2 separate regions of the Zea mays genome follow, and region 2 is linked to region 1. The links are chromatin contacts, called in public Hi-C maps. All regions are on one chromosome and are shown on one strand. Each heading gives the region's core, a stretch centred on a gene start, on an enhancer-like site or on the middle of the called end of the contact. The rest is flanking DNA. Distances are from core to core; before and after follow the strand shown.

Region 1 (3,504 bases), core at 697-3,196:
ATACTCTTATTGTCAAAATTTGGTCTCTTGTGGGGAGAATGTTTGATTATGGGAAAAAGGGGGAGTTTTTGGCTCTTAATCATTTTTACTCTTGGATTATCTCTCTTTGTGCCTAAACATGTGTTTGACTTAGAGATAGGAAAATGATTTTAATTTACAAAAACAAACCAAGTGGTGGAAAAGAATGATCCAAATATGCCAAATTTGAATCAAAAACAATTCGGTCTTCAATTTGAATCAATGTTGCATGTTTTGCATTTGCTTTTTGATGTGTTGGCATAAATCACCAAAAAGGGGGAGATTGAAAGAGAAATGTGCCCTTGGTCCATTTCTATATTGTTTTGGTGATTAAGTGCCCAACACATTCTTTCTAAGTGTTAAATTGTGCCAAAGATTGAAGAAGTGCAAATCATGTAACAAGGTACGTTTCTAGACTTAGTACATTAATTTGGATACTAATGTATTGTGTCTAAGTGCTGGAAACAGGAGAAAATAGATTGGAAAAAGAGTTGGCTGTGTACAACCAACTGCTGCTCAGTCTGGGTGCACCGGACTGTCCGGTGGTGCACCAGACAGTGTCCGGTGTGCCAGACAAGTCCAAGGTGAACCGGCCGCTCTTGGGACTCGACGGCGGCGTACGACTATAATTCACCGGACCGTCCGGTGGTGCACCGGACTGTCCGGTGAGTCGTCCGCAGCGAAGTCGTCGCTCTCGGGAAAAGTTCAACGACGTACGGCTAAAATTCACCAGACAGTTCGGTGGTGCACCGGACTTTCCGGTGAGCCAACGGCCGCTAGCGCAACGGTCGACCGCCAAATCCGCGGCCGACGCGTGGCCCGCTCCAACGGTCGGCAGGGGGCACCGGACTGTCCGGTGTGCACCGGACAATGTCCGGTGCGCCAACGGGCCCGACGCTGCAACGGTCGGCTCCACCAGATTAAGAAGGAGATCGCGCACCGGACATGAACAGTGGCTGTCCGGTGGTGCACCGGACTGTCCGGTGCGCCACCCGACAGAAGGCAACTTTGGCCTTCCAAGAATGCCTCCAACGACTTCTAGCTGCCTTGGGGCTATAAAAGGGACCCCTAGGCGCATAGAGGAGTCATCCAAGCATACTTTGAGCATTCTAAGTCTTCTACACTCCGTCTTTGCGCACTTGATTGACTTTGTTAGTGATTTGAGCTCTGTTCTAGTAGTGAACTCGCTGTGCTTCATTCGAGCTCAAGTCTTGGCTTGTGTGTGTGCGTATTGCTGCGAATTTGTGTGTGTTGCTTCCCACCCTTACTCTTGTGCTCTCACTTTGATATTTGTTGTAAGGGCGAGAGACTCCAACTTGTGGAGATTCCTCGCAAACGGGAAAAAAGATAAGCAAAGAAGAACACCGTGGTATTCAAGTTGATCATTGGATCACTTGAAAGGGGTTGAGTGCAACCCTCGTCCATCGGGACGCCACAACGCGGAGGTAGGCAAGTGTTATACTTGCCGAACCACGGGATAAACTCGCGTGTCTTTTGTGATTGTTTTTCTGTGATACTTGTGTGGTTGCAAGAGCTCGCTACTTAGCCATTCTAATACTTAACCAAGTTTTGTGGCTATTAGTTATTGAATTTTACAGGATCACTTATTCACCCCCTCTAGGTGCTCTCACACCTCTTAGTTGAAGAAACGAGCGAACATGTGAGCTATAAAAAAGTTGTTGGATTCCTTTTGAACTCATAAATTTCTCGCCATTTCAACAAAGATAAAAGTAATAATTGTTCTTGTCAATTTAATATTTATATATGGATTATATATTTATTTAATATTTTTTATTTTTATTTTTTGGATATTAAATATGGATGTGTGCATTGTAGCGATGAACATCTATATCATAAAGTAGGAGCATTATACTATTTTATTTAAATATAAATAGAGAGCAGGTAGAGGGAATTGAGTGTGAGAAAAGATCGTAACCCTAATCGGACAAAATCGGGCTATCTTCTTCCTATATATCCCGTCGCCGCTGCCTCGGCCGTTTCATGTCCAGGTAAAAGGAAAAATCGCCCCATCCCCTGACTATCACTGGCTCACTGCCCTTCCACCTACAGGTTCCAGGTATGTCGCCCCCTTCCTCGGCCGCTCCGCATAGTAGAGTCATTTCCCACAAGTTCTCTCTCGAATCGGTTAGAATGGTAGGGTTTCCCCCAAAAAATCCCTTGTTAGGGGTACGATTGATTCCCCCAAACTTCGAACCGGTTAGAACCGTAGATTTTTTCCTCAAAAATCCTTGTTAGGAGCACGGTCGATTCCCCTAAAATTCGAATAGGTCAGAACCGTAGAATCCCCCCTCCCAAATTCCTTGTTAGGAGCACGATTCTTCTCTAGATCCGATAAAATCGTAGATCCCCTCCCCGAAAATGTTCGTTTATATGCTTCTATCCAGCCGTGCGCAATAACTGTCGATTGTGGTGGATCCAGGTCTGCTATTCGTTTATATGCTTTGATTCATCCGTGCGCAATAACTGTCGATTTGGTGGATCCAATTCTACTTTTGTGGTAATAATTCTCGTCTCCTCCTCAAATCTGCACCGAGCAGCGGCCATGGTGAAGAAGCCCAACGGTGTCGCCAAGGCCACGGCGACCTCTGCTGACGCGGCAGCCCAGCCATCCAAGGAGAATCCGTCCACCCCTGGGTTGGTCAAGGCCTCGAAGTTTAAGAAGAGAAAGGTCAAGGCCAACCGTGCGAAGCAGGCAGTCGCTGCAGCAGCTATTGACGAGGTCGCCCCTGTAGGTGCAGGCACTGGTGATGGCGATGCATCTGCATCAGCGGCTTTACCGCAACCATCCGATGTTGCCGAGGCATTACTTGTGGTGCAAACGCCAAAGTCAACCACTTTTGCTGAGGCATCACCTGTGGCACAGACGCAGAAGCCAGCCACTGATGCTGAAGGATTGGTGCCTGCACCAATACCAACCACTGCTGTAGCATCAGCTTCGTCGCCAAAGCCAAAACCAGCTCAAGCTAATGCTGATGCTGCAGCTGCAATTTCTGCCAGCAAGGGCAATGGTGTGGGTGCTGATAATAGTAGGGGTGATGGTGAGATGAAGAACAAGAAAGAGAGGGCCATGAGTGACAAGGGGAAGGAGGTTATGGAGGAAGGAGGAAGTAAGGGAAAGGGTAAGGGTAAGGGGAAGAAGGCTGTGGTCAAGAAGGAAGAAAGGGGTGACCGTAAGGTTGCAGGGTTTATATTCATGTGCAATGCAAAGACTAAGAAGGAGTGCTACCAGAGTCGCTTGTTTGGGATGCCTAGTGGGAAGATTGAAATGGTCAAGAAGATTAGGCCAGGGGTCAAGCTGTTCCTGTATGATTTTGACTTGAAGCTTCTGTATGGCGTGTACAAGGCAGCATCACATGGTGGGCTGAACCTTGTCCATGAAGCATTTAATGGGAAGTTCCCTGCACAGGTAATTCTGCTCTTCCACTTCATAGATTTGTTTGCACAGAATGTAGTAATCTGGAATGT
Region 2 (3,504 bases), core at 675-3,174, 140 kb before region 1:
TCTGTGGTTGGTTTGTTTACGTTAGCTACGTTTCTATTATGTGCACTTTGATTTATATTATGTAAATGACTCTAGTCTTTAATATTATTACTTACTCTTTATTATTATTCGAAGCATTTGTGCCATGATGAGTCATTTATGTAATCGTTGTGTACGTGAATTTCTGATCCTGTCACGTACATGGTTCGTATTTAGTTTGTCTTCTAAAATCGAGTGTGACAGATTTGAACTGCAAGTCACTCGAAAAACAGAAAACAGTGAATGCAAAAATGATATTCATGTTATTTAGCACAAGTTAAGATCTATTTCAGAAACATACCAGAATTTTTAAACACCATGCTCACGAAACATGATCGCAAACTTACAATTCAGTTGTTTTAAAATTGTATAAAACACAAACAAAGTCAAAAAATCATGAAACTTGTTTACATGTCATGATATCATATGTAGAGACTGTGATAAAAATTTGACGTTGTTTCGTGTAAGTTGTCACACACTATGTGTAGACCCGGCAGGTCTCCATAGAAGTTTTATGATTTCATGTGAAGACCGGCTAGGTTTCTACACATAGTGCATGACAACTTTAATGAAATATTAACAATTTTTTGTCAGAGTCTCTACATATGATATCATGATATGTCGATAAATTTCATGATTTTCTAACTTTGTTTGTATTTTATACAATTTTAAACACAACTGGATGGCAAGTTCGCATGGTGTTAAAAAATTCTGGTCTGTTTCTGAAATAGACCGTAACATGTGCTAAATAACATGAATATCATTTTTGCATTCACTGTTTTCCATTTTTTGAGTGACTTGCAATTCAAATCTGAATTATCCGAAGAAATTCAATTAAACAAACTAAATTTAATAGTTATAGCAAACACTTTGATAATTATGCCAAAATTGAATATGTAGGTCTACATTGTAGGAACATACCATAAAAAGTTTGGAAAAAATAAAAAAAAATATACTTTGTCGAGTGTCAATGAAGGACACTCGGCAAAATAATGGTTTGTCGAGTGTTTGTCAGGTAACACTCGACAAATAAGATATTTTGCCGAGTGTCAACGTCTGACACTCGGTAAAGTTAACGGCTGTCAGCTATAGACGACTGTTGATGGCTCTTTGCCAAACATCGTGTTTCACCATGAGCTTGAGACTCGGCAAAGCTTCCTCTGCCGAGTGTCTTCCAATGTTGAGTGCTTTGCCCTCAACAAATTAGATTTATGCCGTGAGTTTTATTTCGTTGGAAGTGGCACGGGACAAAGCATGCTTTTGTCGAGTGCTCTTTAAATTGTACTCGGTAAAGCGCCAAGCACTTGACAAAGAGCCAAATTCGAGTGGTGTACCTGACTTGATATTTGCCTTTAGATCGACGTTGATACGTTGTTTGTTAATGAAACACTATTTTTGCGATCAATAAATTATAGGAATAAATATAGTTATCCCTAAATCCCTAATATAGCTATATATACTTGCTTTGTATGGTGTGTATACATACGTATATTAGATTAAATCTAAAAAAACTGACTTGTCTAAAGGTAAATACAGTTTTTTTGTTCGGAGTGTGCAGATTTTAGGTGAGCCATTGATTTTATATCGGACCAGTTCGTCTTGTGTGGTGTCAGGGTTTAGTTTTAGCACAACTGCACAAGCGGAGCGAGCCCTCCCGTTCCCGGCCGGTTCTGGACTTGCCCTCCGCTCCACCACCGCCGGATCCGTATCGCCCGCGCGCTCCGCAGCCACAAGCGCAAAGGCAGCGCACAGAGCTGTGCCTAGCAGTGCCCACCACCTGCCGTCCCCGTCCACCGGGCCCGGACGCGGACGCCTCGCGGTCTCGCTCGCCCGGCTCTTCCCTCGATCGTCACCCATCTATAAATACCTTGGCCGCGCGCTGCGGAGCTGAGAGCAAGCAAGCACACAGCGAGCACGCACCAGCATCCTTGGCACTTGGCAGCGATCTGCTTGCTTCTCCCAGCGCGCGCGGCCAAGCTAGTAGGGGTCTAGGGGATCGATCAGATATCCACGCCATGGCCGCCGCCTCCACCACGTCGAGGACCAACTCGCGGGTGAACTACTCGAACGAGATCCACGACCTCTCCACCGTGCAGAGCGGCTCCGTCGTCCCCACCTTGTTCTACCCGGACAAGTCCATCGCCGACATCTTCCCGCCGCACCTTGGGAAGAAGGTAACTCATCATCGATGCTATAGCTCCACCTGTCAGCGGCTAGCTAGCTAGCTGAGTTGTCGTCGTACCGGTGATGGTCGACGTCGTACTCGTACGTATGTACAGTACTCACCTGACGTGCGTGCGTATGCAGGTGATCTCGGAGGTGGTGGCGACGTTCCTTCTGGTGTTCGTCACCTGCGGGGCGGCGTCCATCTACGGCGAAGACAACAGGCGCATCTCGCAGCTGGGGCAGTCGGTGGCCGGCGGGCTCATCGTCACCGTCATGATCTACGCCACCGGCCACATCTCCGGCGCGCACATGAACCCCGCCGTCACGCTCTCCTTCGCATGCTTCCGGCATTTCCCATGGATTCAGGTACACCTAGCTCATACAGCCGCTTTTTATCCTAATATATATGTAAATAGTTTGTTTTATTTTGCCCTTTTTTCTTCTCTCTGCTCTTCATATTATTTCGTGTTCGATCTTCCTGCAAACGAAAGTGCAGCTTTTAACGTATTGGCGGCATCATGCATGTTTCGTGTTGGCCGGTCCGCTCTCTTTTCAATCAATTTGTTAATGGGGAGTTCAGTAGGACTTAGTTGTCGACGTGTTTTCGTCATATATAGCCGTGTACGTACTTGGATATATAGCCATGTCAGATTAGGATTAAGCTACGGCATACTCCGGCCCTAGCTCCGTGCCAAAACAAGTGTTACTTTCTGATGCGTGCTGAAAAAAAATTTAGAGCTCGACTAGCTAGGTCTACAAAAAAATATTAATAATACTTATATCTCGAAACAATTTTGTATACGAATATTGATCTATGCACTCAAAAAAAGGGAATAAATATTCAAGACGCGGCAGCATACGTATGCATGCATGCATGGTATAAGACAAAGAAATACTAGAAAGCATGAAATAGGTTGGCGTAGGTGAGCAAGACAGTAGAGGAAAACCAACTATACCAGAGGGTATTACCGAGAGGCGGGTCTACATGACGATCACTGCATGCACCCGGCAATTTCTTCCACGGCCCATTTTTTGTTTGTAAAAAAAAACAAAACTACGGAAGAAACTATAAAAACTACTACTGTGCATACAGACGCGGACAGATCGATTACCTGCCCGCTGGACACAGTGGACACTAGACTAGAAGCAGCCAATACTAAAAACAGTTCCCGCGCATCATAACTAGTACAAGTAGACACACATATCTCCAGAGAACAAAAAAAAGAGCGTCGTTGCTTAATTAAAGAAGCAGCCTATAGCTAGCTAGTACGCTTGGTAAACAACTTAATCTGTTCGGAGTGGTATCATAATTTCCTAGTC

The links. A called contact is a pair of places that touch in the nucleus more often than the background predicts.
Region 2: a contact with region 1 is called in a Hi-C map of leaf, with 3 times the contacts expected there. The contact joins the promoter of LOC541884 here to the promoter of LOC100502502 in region 1. A contact is called at or near these places in 5 of 25 Hi-C or Micro-C datasets (bundle sheath, ear, leaf and 2 more).

Annotation. Positions count from the first base shown.
Region 1 is chr6:123,620,092-123,623,595 of Zm-B73-REFERENCE-NAM-5.0, reverse strand. It overlaps LOC100502502 (DCD (Development and Cell Death) domain protein), which reads left to right and starts at 1,946. Exons shown (of 5, transcript NM_001196980.1): 1 at 1,946-2,027; 2 at 2,577-3,445. The coding sequence starts at 2,582.
Region 2 is chr6:123,756,560-123,760,063 of Zm-B73-REFERENCE-NAM-5.0, reverse strand. LOC541884 (NOD26-like membrane intrinsic protein 2) reads left to right here and starts at 1,924. Exons shown (of 5, transcript NM_001111550.1): 1 at 1,924-2,192; 2 at 2,326-2,550. The coding sequence starts at 2,034.